Regions from separate parts of the Sus scrofa genome. Here all the other regions are linked to region 1. The links are chromatin contacts, called in public HiChIP or PLAC-seq and promoter capture Hi-C maps. All regions are on one chromosome and are shown on one strand. The core of a region is the stretch at or near the end of the contact, and the rest is flanking DNA. Distances in the headings are between cores, read along the strand shown. Region 1 holds the start of ATG3 (ubiquitin-like-conjugating enzyme ATG3). Region 2 holds the start of ATP6V1A (ATPase H+ transporting V1 subunit A). Region 3 holds the start of USF3 (upstream transcription factor family member 3).

What was found. Promoter capture Hi-C pulls out the DNA fragments that hold promoters and counts their contacts. HiChIP or PLAC-seq counts read pairs in DNA pulled down with a chosen protein or histone mark.
Region 2: a contact with region 1 is called in an H3K27ac HiChIP or PLAC-seq map of alveolar macrophages. The contact joins the promoter of ATP6V1A here to the promoter of ATG3 in region 1. A contact is called at or near these places in 1 of 5 promoter capture datasets (liver) and 1 of 2 datasets of contacts at active chromatin or transcription factors (alveolar macrophages).
Region 3: a contact with region 1 is called in a promoter capture Hi-C map of liver, with 5 times the contacts expected there. The contact joins the promoter of USF3 here to the promoter of ATG3 in region 1. A contact is called at or near these places in 1 of 5 promoter capture datasets (liver) and 1 of 2 datasets of contacts at active chromatin or transcription factors (alveolar macrophages).

The regions. Positions count from the first base shown.
Region 1 is chr13:147,276,912-147,281,607 of Sscrofa11.1, forward strand. It overlaps ATG3 (ubiquitin-like-conjugating enzyme ATG3), which reads left to right and starts at 2,199. Exons shown (of 12, transcript XM_003132682.6): 1 at 2,199-2,988. The coding sequence starts at 2,917. SLC35A5 (probable UDP-sugar transporter protein SLC35A5) reads right to left here and starts at 2,475. Exons shown (of 7, transcript XM_013982457.2): 1 at 2,182-2,475; 2 at 1,236-1,385. The coding sequence starts at 1,365.
Region 2 is chr13:146,162,904-146,167,599 of Sscrofa11.1, forward strand. ATP6V1A (ATPase H+ transporting V1 subunit A) reads right to left here and starts at 2,366. Exons shown (of 14, transcript NM_001004042.1): 1 at 2,270-2,366. The coding sequence starts at 2,354.
Region 3 is chr13:146,228,042-146,232,737 of Sscrofa11.1, forward strand. It overlaps USF3 (upstream transcription factor family member 3), which reads left to right and starts at 2,144. Exons shown (of 7, transcript NM_001244860.1): 1 at 2,144-2,403.

The DNA of each region.
Region 1 (4,696 bases), core at 949-3,448:
GGCCTAAAGGAAAAAGTCCCAGACACATAGCATGGCCTGTGAAGTCCTTAACTATCTAATCATTGCTTCCCTCTCAGGCCAAGCAATCCTTCCCCCACCTCCTCCAAGTCCCTAAAACTTTCAGCTCAGTAATTCTGAACTACATATTCTCACAATCCAAGTTTGATTTTTTTTTTCTCAATTAAAAAAATTTTTTTTTTATGGCCACACCCGAGGCATATGAAGTTCCCAGGCCAGGGATTGAACCTGAGCTACAGCTGCAACCTATGGAACTGGATCCTTTAACCCACTGCACCACAGTGGGAAATTCATTCCTACTTTTTAATACATCTGTTCATTTTTTACAGCTGTTGCTTCTGTTTTGAATACAGCTGCCTACCTTGTCTTCTTGTAGATCAACTGTTAGCTTATCAGGGAACTGTTCCCTGACCTCTCTGCAGCCCACATCATGCTCTCCCAGTCAGAATATATACACTTTCTACTCTGAACTATCTCTGCATTTTGGTATAAAACTAAACTTATTATAGTGTATTTTAATAATCCATTTACATGTATTTCTCTCCTAATAAACTGTGAATCCTTGAGAATAAGGTCTATCTTATGTACTTTGAACCCTGCTACTAATATTTATTAGCTTAGTGCCTGGCAGAGAAAGGTCAACCAAAGAGAGACTTATATACATATCTGACTTCCCAAGCAGACCATTAACAGTCACAGTATCCAACTTTATGTGTCCTCAATAACTAGTGAGAGATTCTCAATAAGGTTTTATGGAATAAAACTGTTTAAATACAAATTCTTCTGTTAAGAACAAGATTTCTTGAGTATGTATTTGTCAAAGCTAATAACCTATACTGTTTCATTGATAATGTAATTAAAATACTATCTTATAAATGCCAGGGGATCAACAAATATCTCATATTTCAAGATAAGTTATAATACATATTGCTACAGGCCCAGAAACACCTGTTGACTGAATAGTCAGATGTTATGATCCATTCTGCTAAGGGTTTGATTCTGTACTTGCCTGACCCAAATTTCACTCAGCATCAAAAATTTTTCTTGCTAAGGTATGAAAGGTTAAAGAACCAAATTGAATCATGCTTTATTACTCACATGAAGCAGAGTACTTTTAAGGATATAATCCCCATTTTACACACAAGGAAACCAAAGACAAGAAAGACAATGGGTGATTAAATGGCAGAGTTCCATACATAATCCAAGTCTTAACTTACCTTCATTGGCTGAATATTTTACAAGTAGGATGCGACTTGAGCTTAAAGCAATGAATACCACCCCTAGCAGGAATGCATACATTGTTGACCAGGAGCATAACACTGGAAGACCACAACATGTGCTTTCCATTTCACTGTTTTTTCAACTGCCTTAAAGAGAAGGACATGTTCATGAACAACCCTGACAGCCGATTAAGTATAATGTACATACCACTGACTTGTGAAGAACAGAAAAGGAATTTTTTAGATGTCTATATCAAAATCAAAAAAGTTGAGAACTACAAGAAAAACTATGGTGAAAGGAAATGAAACAGTCAAAATTTGATAGGAAGGGGAACTCTAGACACAGAAAAGGCAAGGGCTAGATTAGAAGTGCTGACAAAAGGACAGTTTGGGACTGCAGAATTTTGCAGAGAAACAATTCTTTTAACTTTCACTCTTATGAGCAACTGTGGTCTAAAAGATAATTTCAGATTTGTATTTTTCTCCTTAGTAGCAGCTTTTCCATAGGAGGAAAAAAAAGAACTTGCAGTGAAAGATTCGTTAAATAATGACCAAAATGGAAATATCTGAAACACTGCTGTTACTTTAATTTCCAACTAGTGTTGGAAGCAGAGGGGAACTTAGAAATCAATGACTCCAAGGCCCTTTTTTGAGATGTTGAAGACACTAGACTCTACACTGAGTAGTTACCCTGCCCAAAGCATGCCAGTTTAATGGAGCGCAGAGCCGGTGGTATTGGTGAGAGATGGGCTGGAAGTACCAACACCCACAGCCTAGTGGGCCCAAGTGTACCAAAGCCAAAAAGACACCCCTCCCCACCCGAAGGGCAGGTTTCCCTCCACGATTTAGGAACGCCTTCTGTCACCCGTGCGCCCTCCCCTCAAACGCACGCGCATTCTTTTGCCTCTGCCCCCACCCCGCCCCGGGGTGGGGGCGCTGTTACCTTGGTCCCTTCGAAGAGCTTCCTGCGGAAGAGCATGCATCCTAGAGCTAAAGCAGTAACTGTCTGGCTCCGCAACAGCAGCAGCTTTTAGGGCACATAGGCAGGGAAGCTATGGGTGGAAAAGAAAGGCGAATAAGCCTCTGCACCCAACCCTCCTATTCTGGAACAGAAAGCACAATAACTACCCGACGCTAGAAAGAGCGGACCTGGCGCCCATTGCGCAGGCGCGCTCAGTGTTACGCTTCCGGAGGGAGGGGAAAAGCGACCCGATCCCGCCCCAAGCGCGGCCTTTCTCGCGTCACGTGTCGGGAGAGTCCTCTGTCACGTGAGGTCCAGGTGGCGGCGGAGCTACGGCGAGAGAGTGAGAGGAGGAAGGAGAAGCCGGAAGGGGTGCGAGTGAAGCTAGGCGGAGAAGACAGCCCCTGAGAAGGCGAGGGTGCGCGTGCGCCCGCTTTTCCCCCTAAGTCGGCCCCACCGCTCTCCCTTGCGGCCTGGTGACAGCTGGGCCCGGCCCACCGCGCGCTGCCTGGGGCGCGAGGAGCGCGCTCCCCGCTCTCTCTCGCCCCGCCGGCCGCCCCTCCCCCTCGTCCCGTCCGTCCCGTCGCGTCTCGTCGCGTCTCGTCGCCTCGGGTGTCGAGGCCAGTCGTCGGCGGCGGGGACGTTTTCTGACTCCCGATCCCTGTCCGGCTGTCCTTTCCACTCTGTCTCGGGGCCGGCCGCTCCTCCGGCCCCAGGATGCAGAATGTGATTAACACGGTAAAGGGAAAGGCACTGGAAGTAGCTGAGTACCTGACCCCGGTCCTCAAGGTAAGTGGGCTTGTCAGGGACTGTCACCCACACGCTTGGCTTTGCAGGGATCTAGGGCCGGGCGCCTGGAGAGTCACCTGGTTCTCCGGTGGCAAAAAGTGTGGGAAGGCGGTAGGAATGGTACACGGGAAAAGGTGCAGCCCCTACCTGCGGTCTTACCTAGCTGTTCCCTAGGTGTTTCCTCTGGCTCTTGGGTAATTTGGACCGACTCTGCATACTTCTGTCTCCCACCCGTCAGCACTCAGCTCCTCTTGGTACAATCAGGTTGGATGGTGGTCCGTAGATAAGTGATTTTTGAGGACGTTAAATCCTAACGTCGGAAGTCTTTTGAACTACTGAAATGAAGATTTTGCTTATCTTAAAAAATGAAATCAGTTTGGTATTAAAATGAGATGTCACCTTTTTCTTTCAAAGTTCATAGTAAGTCTCTTTTAATTAGGGGTTTGAAATAGTAAGTTGTGACTAAGGTCCCAAATTACTAGATTTCAGAAAAAGAAGGTGAAATTTGCAACATTATTTCTTTCAGTACCATTTAACCCAGCTAACAGACAACACCCCCCTTTCCAAGTTTTTAAAATAACTGAAACTAGTTATTCATCTTGGACGTCAATGATAATAAGGAGTAGGCTGACCCTTCTAGATACTTGGTTTATTTACATTTTTAAAGATATTTTAAAGTAAAAGTTGTAACATTAGTTATTAGAAGAATGACTGGTTTTACTTTCAAAGATGCATTTCTAGAAGTGCATTCAAGTTTTTCTTTTAAAACTCTTAAAAATGTTTTAGGAGTTCCTATCGTGGCGCAGCGGAAACAAATCCGACTAGGAACCATGAGGTTGCAGGTTCTATCCCTGGCCTTGCTCAATGGGTTAAGGATCCAGCCTTGCGGTGAGCTGTGGTGTAGGTCGAAGACGTGGCTCATATCTGGCATTGCTGTGGCTCTGGCGTAGGCTGGCAGCTATAGCTCCAATTAGACCCCTAGTCTGGGAACCTCCATTTGCTGCAAGAGCGGCCCTAACAAGCCAAAAAATAAAAAATAAAAAGCCAGTTTTAATTAAATGAATTTTATTATATTTATAGTTGTACAACCATCATCACAACATAATTTTAGAATATTTCCATCCCAAACCCCCAGTCCACCCCCCACTTGTCTCTTTTAAAGCTCTTTTAGGGTAAGTTTTTTGTTACTTTAACTTTATTTTTCCTTTCTGAAAAGCAAACAGTGAGAGTAAATGAATAGCGATTTCTTGCTTAGTGTTTTTTTTTTTTTTAACCTTTCAATTAAAATTTTACAAATTTTGGTGTGAGGATGGAATATTCTTGGAAATGGTTGTTCCTCTTTATTCAAGAATTTCCTCTGGTATGCTAAGAGGAATAGTGAACAGTTTTACTTTGCTCCCTTTCCATGCAAAGGGAAACGTTAGTCCTGTACTTTGTTTTTATATTTCTAAGAATGATTTTAAAATGATACTTGTTGGGCCAAGTTAAAAAAAAAATTTTAAATGAGAATTCCAGTATTGCTATGCTTTTATTTGTTGCTTATGAAACCCATCTAAATTAAGATTATTCAGTCGACTTTGAAATTTTGACATTTGATCATATGATTCTTTTGCATATTATATCATCTTTTCAGAAACATGTCTACCTAGACAAATAGGATTTAAATAATAAACCATTGTTATAGCTTTTAGTTTCAGGGAGAGTGGAG
Region 2 (4,696 bases), core at 1,116-3,615, 1.1 Mb before region 1:
TATAAAACTGCATCATGTTGCTATATTATCTGAAACTAATACAATATTGTAAATCAACTGTATCTCAACTCTAAAAAAATTAAAGAAACACAAAAATAAATAAATAAATAAAGGTAAACAAGTAAATAAATAAATAGGTTCCAGGAGCAGTTTACTACAAGTTTCAGAAAACTATTTTTACCTAAACTCTTTGATAGTGTTCTTTTGGCACTTCCCTAAATGTTGTTGTGTGTAGTAGCCCTTATGATCTCTCCTAAAGACCTTACGATCATCAAGGGGGAAAACTGCTTCTCTGAAATGGCCAAAGAGATTGAAAGCAGCAAAATATACTATTTACCAATAAGTTCAAGCTCAAACACCAAGTTCTAAGCAGTAGAAGGTTCTTAAGGAGAAACAAGAAGCATGGTGACTGACAGTCTTCATTTGCACTAACAAAAAAGGGTCATCACCTCCACTATGATTTGAACAAGAATAAGACTAACATGAGGTCTATAAAAAAGACATAAGGAAAAATGAATTTCCATGCCTCTGAGGATTACAAATCAATGAGCAGGTTTTACCCAGGAAACTGTGAATCACATTTTGCAGTGGAAGTATTGAATAACAAAATGAATACCAGAACAAGAATCATTGTTATTATGATTATTATTTTTTCCTTTTTTGGTCACTCTGTGGCATATGGGGACCTAAGCCGCAGCTGCGGCAACGCCGGATACTTAACCTACTATGCTGACCAGGGATTGAACCTGTGTCCCAGCCCTGCAGAAATGCTGTTGATACTGTTGTACCACAGCAGGAACTCTGAGAATCATTATTTAAAATGCAGTACTCCAACACCTTCTGCAGCTCCATACCAAAAAAACAGACAACCCCATCAAAAAGTGGGCAGAAGATCTAAACAGACAGTTCTCCAAAGAAGACATACGGATGGCCAAAAAACACATGAAAAGATGTTCAACATCACTCATTATTAGAGAAGTGCAAATCAAAACCACTCTGAGGTACCACCTTACACCAGCCAGAATGGCCATCATCAAAAAGTCTGGAGAGGGTGTGGAGAAAAAGGAACCCTAGTACACTGTTGGTGGGATTGTAAATTGGTGCAACCACTGTGGAAAAACAGTATGGAGATGTCTCAGAAGACTAAGAATAGGATTACAATTTGATCCAGCAATCCCACTCCTGGGCATCTATCCAGAGAAAACCACAACTTGCAAAGACACATGTACTCCGATGTTCATTGCAGCACTATTTACAATAGCCAAAACATGGAAACAACCTACATGTCCATCGATGGAGGAGTGGATCAAGAAGATGTGGTACATATACACAATGGAATATTACTCAGCCATTAAAAAGAATGAAATACCGGCATTTTTAGCAACATGGATGGACCTAGAAATTATCATGCTAAGTGAAGTCAGCCATACAATGAGACACCAACATCAAATGCCTTCACTGACAAGTGGAATCTGAAAAAAGGACACAATGAACTTCTTTGCAGAACAGATGCTGACTCACAGACATTGAAACACTTATGGTCTCTGGAGGAGACAGTTTGGGGGTTGGGGATATGTGCTTGGGCTGTGGGATGGAAATCCTGTGAAATTAGATTGTTATGATCATTATACAACTAGAGATGTGATAAATTTATTTGAGTATTAAAAAAAGAAAATTAATAAAAAAATAAAATGCAGTACTCCACATATAGGCAAAGCAAACATAAACTGCTTTCCATTCTCATTATCATATCCTAAGACTATTTTCCCACAAGTAGCTAGTTACGTGATATCTGAAAGAACCATTCGGAAGGATTTATACATGCAAAGAGCCAAGGTTGATATTTCTGAGAAATGCTCTGAAAGCAATTATTAAAATTCAAACCACATTAACAGATATTTAGGTATCACATACTAAAACCTGTAAATTTTTAACAGATATTTAGGTATCACATACTAAAACCTGTAAATTTTACAGCTTTTTAAACTGATTTAACAAAAAAAAAATTAAGACATAACACCAATATACATTTACATAATAAATATTACAAATCAGTAGCAAAGCAATAACCAAATTTAGATAATAAATGTTACAGGAGCCCTTATGATTTCCATATTATCTCAGTCTTACAGCAGCTATGAAATCTTTTAAGGATAGGCAGAACTTATGTAGGGGAATAGAAACTTCTGCATTTCTGCCTAAAACACCTTGAACAGACATTAACTGACGTTAGGAATTTTTACTATTGAGATTATTATGTATTACTTACCAGGTCCTGACACCCCATGCACATAACCAAATGTGCTTTCTTTATCTTCATCAAGTATTTTGGGTAGCTTGGAGAAATCCATCATGTTAATTTACCTATAGAAAAAAAAATTAAGTTATAAGTACAAGTCTTAAAGCAAAAGAACCAATATAGGTGCTGCACTTTGGTGTATTCTTGAGTTACCACTACTTCTGTCAAGTAAAATATAACAAAATTCTTAAGATTTGGGTAAAGTACTTCATTCCTGGATGGCCCACAGTTATTAAAATTCAGAATTTCATATATATATATTTGTCATATATATATATATATATTTGTCTTTTTAGGGCTGCACCTGTGGCATATGGAGGTTCCCAGGCTAGGGGTCTAATCGGAGCTGTAACCACCAGTTTACGCCACAGCCACAGCAATGCAAGATCCAAGCCGTGTCTGCGACCTATACCACAGCTCATGGCAATGCCGGATCCTTAACCCACTGATCGAGGCCAGGGACCAAACCTGCAACCTCATAGTTCCTAGTCGGATTCATTTCCACTGTGCCACGAAGACAGGAACCCCAGAATTATATATCTTAACACAAGGTACTCCATAGAAAATTCCAAGGAGTATAACAAACTATGTAAAGTCTTTCCAGTAGCTGATCTAGCTACTCTAGCTGATTATCTCTCTGACCTCATCTAACTACTCTTCCTTTTAGTCATGCTGCATAAACACTGAACTCTGCCATTTCTCTAAACTTTGTACATGTTGTTCCTTCTATCAGAATACTCTTCTCCCAGATGTCAGCTCCTATACCTCCTTCAGGTCTTTAGTCAACCTCCCCCACCCCCACCCCCAAGGTTTCTCTGCCTATCTGCCCATCTACTTAAAATCACAACATACTTCCCTCCTTCCCTGCTTTTATTATTTTTTTAACCATCTAACAAATTACCTTACATTAAATTTTTAAATGTATACAAAATATTCCTGGGATCATTTTCCCCTTTTCTTTTTTCCTTCCTTTTTTAAAAAAGCACAACACAGAACAGTTTAAGGAATTTGGTTCAACTTCTCTATAAAGTACTATAAAGTATAGAGGTGCAATCTGAAAAACCCAAAGAACAAGTCCAAGTCCAAATAGAAAACTGGTCACAAATACCACAGTAGAAAGTTTCTTTGTAACTTATGGTATAGCTTAATAACTACTGGTATTTAATAAAGGAGATAAATAAGTATATGTGCATAGAAAAGCTAAACAGTATGTCCAAATAACCATAAAGTAAGGGTCACGAATCAATACGCAATAAAACATTAAATAATATTTAAGTTCAAAGATTAGGATGTTCAAGGAAGACATCTTAAAGGTCAGGTAGAGTGAGCATAAACTAAGAAGGACGGCAAAAGCATCCCAGGTGGGGAAATGACAAGAATGGAAAATGGGAAAATTTCAGGAACAGTTAACAGACTAGCCTGACTGGAATAAAAGATTTATGCTAACGCAAGAGTGAGAAATAATAATGTAAAGGTGGAGAGACTAATTTGTGGGTCTTGAAATGACTTTATCCTACAAACAATAGGAAATAAAAGCTTGAGGAAGAACTGTTAGGAGAATGATGTTTAATTAATCTACCAAAGTAGGGGAGGGGATGCAGGCATGGTAAGCTGAAAGGCATGGGTTGAATGTCAATGTGTCGCCAGAGTTGCCATCGGACTCTTGCTCAAAACTTACCAACCCTTCCCCTGAAGAGGAACTAACATTATCTTTTAAGTCACAAGGTCTGGACATAAAGAAAGGAAACGAAAGGAAGAGAAAAACAAAAGCTGGATAGAACCAGCTGAAACCAAGATGGCAATGAATCTGACTTCCAAAAGACCCTGGATCTCTTTCTACACTGATTTTACTAATATTAGCTTACTAAATGAAACTTAATACATGACTGGAAGTCACTGACCAAAAAAGGACAGAAAAGTGGTTGGCACCCCATTTCCAGGAAAACCCTTACTCATGCCCAGAAAACAAATGCATATGTATCCTTATCTCTCATTCTCACTCCTCCCTCCATCGTCTTTCTTCCTTAAAAGCAAATCCATCTAGCCATTAAGGCAAGAACTTGATTTGTGAACTAAGTTCCCACTTCTCCATTCTCTGGCCACTGAACAAAGTTTATGCTGCTTCAGTCTCAGCTTTGGTTTCATTTTTTGGCTGCACGAGCCTGGAGGGGAAAAGAACCTTCCCCGCCAAGGCAGACAGCCTCTTAGCCAGGCTAGGGCTTGAGCAGGAGTCCATACAACTTAACTCACTAACAAAGAGAATGCCATTTATTAAATATTTATTGAGCTCCTTCCAAGGAAAAGGCAATTTGTTAAACTTAGGGATGATCTGGGGAAACAGGTAACTAGAAAGTAAGTTTTGAGGCTGACTGAGTTGGGTCCAGATAGAAAGAATAC
Region 3 (4,696 bases), core at 894-3,393, 1.0 Mb before region 1:
TGTACAGCAAAATGATTCTCATATGTATATATATTTCAGAATCTTTTCCATTATTATTATTACCAGATATTGAGTGCTATTTAGTAGACTCCTGTTGTTTATTTTATATATAGTAGTGTGTATCCGTTAATCCCGAATTCTCTATTTATCCCTCCCCCTCATACCTTTATCAAATAGAAATTTATTTAATACCTCTAAATTGTGTGTGAAAGGTATTAACATACGTTTTCAATAGTGTTCCAAAGAAACTCAAAGTCTGTTTTCTGAACCATCAAAACTATATGTGTTATTTTACTTTAGCTCAAGGCATTCTAGTTGTTTAGAAAAATCATACATCCCCTAGATATGATATTTACTAACCAGAATAACTTTTAAGCCAGAATACCATATATATATATATATATATATATATATTTTTTTTTTTTTTTTTTTTTTTTTTTTTTGTCTTTTCTGGGGCCTCACCCACGGCATATGGACGTTCCCAGGCTAGGGGTCTAATCGGAGCTGTGGCTGCCGTCCTATGCCAGAGCCACAGCAACGCGGGATCCGAGCAGCGTCTGGGACTTACACCACAGCTCAGGGCAACGCTGGATCCTTAACCCACTGAGCAAGGCCAGGGATCCAGCCCATCATGGATACTAGGCGGGTTCGTTAACCACTGAGCCATGACGGGAACTCCAGAATACCTTATACTCTGATCACGGTGGAAATTATTTCCTACAGCTAGACATGCTAATACTATTCAATTTCTTGGAGATGCTATATTAGCATTACTATCAGGCTCCAAACCCTAGGGTCTTTCTCACTCTGCAGCTTTGAGTGTGCCAAATGCATTCAGAGGTTAATTAGAAGGTCATATGCTGAGATGCAAGATGTAAAGAAAATTTCCAGACTGTTTATAGTGCCATCACTTATAAGTAACACTAACGACCTTCTGTTTCATCATAGCTTTTCAAATGCTGTACAGACGTAATATGCAGTTACTATTTAACTTCACAGTTTCCCCCAGTACAAGGTCAGCTTCCTCTGTACACAGGCTCACTATGCCATATGCTCTGTATGCACCTTCTAGAAATTACCTGGTCTAGCCCCTGGACTAGTAAAGATCTGGGACATTTCCAAATCTGGTGGTGGTAACACGTGGAAATCTTTCGCCACCACTAGGTGGAGGACACCTGTTTCGGGAGAGGAGGGGTTATGAAGTATCAAATGACACCAGGAAAAGGGAGTTGTGATCACGGTTCCGGGATCCCAAACCCATGAGGACCCTCAGGTCTCCATTCTAACACCTGCGGCTCTACCTCCCAGATCTAGGTCTCTAGGAACACAAGCTTGAACTTCCAAACCCCATCTCTTAACGCCACATACTCTCTTCCCCCAGCTAGAAGGCCCTCGGGACATTTCTGAACACGGTTCGCAGGAATCTGTCTTTGTGGCAAATGAAAAATGACAGATAACCACAGCCAACAAATCTGAGTAGTGTCAGGTCGACAACAATCTTCCAGTGAAAAGGCTGTCGGAGACGTCTGCATTCTCTTCTTTCTTCCCCACCTCCGGTTACGAGGCAACACATTCCGCCTTCCTGTTCTCCAGGCTAAGAGAAGCTCTCTAATCGTCCTTGCAAGCCTTCCTTGCCCTCTTCCTTGTCAGTTTTTCCTCTTCCAAACTCCTACTAAAGACGTGGAAAGCAGACCAGAGAACAGGATATACAAAGAAGTTTCTTAAAACACCCTTTTCTAGGTTCTCAAGGCGTCCCCTTTAAGGAACCAGGCCCACCTCTTTCCCATTCACCTACTGGCTTTCCGTCCTGCTCATCACTCTACCCTTAAGAATATTTCCTGTCCCTTCAACCCAACTTGTACACCTCCCGCCCCCCGCCCCTCAGCCCGGTCCTCCTCATTGGGCGGCCCGAAGCCCGTTCGCTCTTCAGTTTTCCCTCCACCTCCTCCCGCCCTCTAGCATAGCGCAACGGCGTTTCGGGTTCTGATTGGCTACCACTGCAGCCTCCCCGGGGTCCGGTTGGTGGGCTGAGTGGCAGGGGCGGGACCGCAGTGCATCCAGGGTAGGCTGTTCACGTGTCGAGCGGCAGCCGCGGGAGGGGTGGGGAGGGACGGGGAGGGGCGGGGGGAGGGGGGCTGGGAAAGTTGAGGCCGCGCTGCCGCCGGGTCTCCGGCCTTGAGGGCTCGGGCTCGCAGCGGCGGCGGTGGCCGCAGGAAGAGGTGGCGGGGCGGGGGGAGAGGAGGGCTTGGGCCCGCGCTCCCCCAGCCCCAGAGGAGCAGGCGGCGGCCGCGGACGGAGAGATTCGCCCGGGCGGTCGGACACTCCTGCCGAACCCGCTTGGGATCATGACCCAGGCGGAGGTCGCAGCCGCCGCCGCCGCGGCCGAGACCACGCAGCCCGCGGGTGAGTGACTGCGGGAGGGGGCCGCTGACAGCCGGGGCGGGGGGCGGAGGCCGGGGCAGCGGGGGCGGCTCCGGGGGGCGGCTCCGGGCTCTGCTCCACCCACCCCCTCCCTGCTCCCGGAGGCGAAGGCTGCGCAAAGTGTGCCTTCTTCCTGGGGACCCCTGCGTGCAGAGCCTTGTGGGGCGCGAGCGCGGAAGGTGCGCGCGCCCCTCTTCTCCCCGACCTACCGGTTCCCCTGCCCCCTGGTGCCGGGCCCGTGAGGGGCTTGCGCTGCGGCGCGACCCCCAGATGCGCGCGAGGCGAAGGAGGCTCCACGCTGCCCCGGGTGCATAAAGAGCTGGGCATCCAGGTTCACACCGGATGGCCTTTGCCTGCCTCCTTCACCTTTTCCTGTCTCCTCATTCCCTCTTTCCTTGCCTTCCGAATTTCCTTCGGACCCACTGGTCAGACTCATGTGACTTGCTTTTTAACTCTCACCCCTATGTCGAGAGTTGCGTCTTCTTTCTAGAAGCTTTTCTTTTCCTTTCTGAGTAGGAGCGGTCAAGCGAATGGCCAACTCTTGAGATTTAGTTCTAGATTTATGAGGAAATATTTGTGGACTCTTGTTCTTTTTAACATCGTGATTGTCGGGTTCTCGAATTCTCACTGCCCCCTTCGCCCCCACTATAGTTACCCTGGGATATGGTCCCTCGAATATATTAACTTTATCTGGAAATAAGAGACTGCTCAAACCTCTATGTGGGATCCCAATAGAAGCTTCCAACTTATGTTCTCATGCCATTTTTACAATTAGGTAGATGTATTGACGTGACACCATACAAAACAAGACAGTTTGGATTAACTTAAGTTTGCATAAAAAAGAGAGTTGTTCACTTATAAACAATGTACAGAGTTCTTGAATAAACCCTTCCTTGAGCAACAAGGATTCTGAAGCCGATTTGTACCATTGACTCTTCTTGAAAAACAAGCAAGCAAACGAACCTGCTCTTTGAAGGAAGTGTTACAGGCTGTAACACTCTAATCATCTTGATGACTTTTTCCTCCTACACGGGACAGTATGGTACAGAGTTGCCATGCTGGATACATTTGTTATTTCCCTTTATTTGTGAAGTACTTTAAAAGTATTTGTTACAAAATAAGCAAAATACTTTGTAATCATGGCACTTCTGAAACCAGGAACAGTATCCTGTCTCAGGAGCAGTGTAAAAAAATGAATACTTAATCTTACATTTTGCTCTAGTCTAAGCAATATAACTTTTGTATACATAGGTCTTATATTCCACATTAAAAGAAAGTTTTGTAAAATCCAGACATAGATGCTGCCTAGAACATTCCTTAATATTAAAGCACCACATTGCATGGACTTAGAGCAGCATAGGATTGAAATAATTACTTGCTAAATGAGTTGTCTCTGGGACATCTTGGAAATAATATTCCAAAGTCGTAGACCGTGCAGTTAATGAAACATGAAAGAGAAATTGATGGGCCGCTTTCCTGTTTTCAAAGCTTAGTATTGTCGACAAGGGAAAAGAAACACTAAGAAAACTGAGATTGTTTAACTCAGGTTAGAAGATAAGCTTCAATAGGCAATCAACTCAAAATTGTTGCTTATAAACAGGATCTGAAATCCTGCATAGGTCTTAACCCTGTCTATCATGCCTTGCCTTTCTATCCTTTAACCCAAGCATTCTCAGTCTGGACTGTATAGTAGAATCATCTTATGCGCTTTTTACATTTTAATGCTCAGGCTGCTCCCTCCAGAGATTCTCTTACTTTTGATATGGGGTGAATTCAGCCACAGATTTTTTTTTTTCTTTTTCATCCCCATACTTTTTTTTTTTTTTTTTTTTTGTCTTTTTGCCATTTCTTGGGCTGCTCCCGCGGCATATGGAGGTTCCCAGGCTAGGGGTCGAATCGGAGCTGTAGCTGCCAGCCTATGCCAGAGCCACAGCAACGCAGGATCCGAGCCACATCTGCAACCTACACCACAGCTCCTGGCAACGCCGGATCGTTAGCCCACTGAGCAAGGGCAGGGATCGAACCTGCAATCTCATGGTTCCTAGTCAGATTCGTTAACCACTGTGCCACGACGGGAACTCCCACAGATATATTTTTAAAAGCTCCCCAGGTGTTTCTATTCAGCAGTCTGTGTTGAGAACTACTGTGTGTCTAGAACAAGGTCCAATCTGCTAGGCTTGTGTTCCTGCCACTTCTAAATGGGACTTTCACTCATATATCCAGCTTTCCCCCCGACTGCTTCCCAACATGATCTTCCTTGTGGTCCCACAGATAC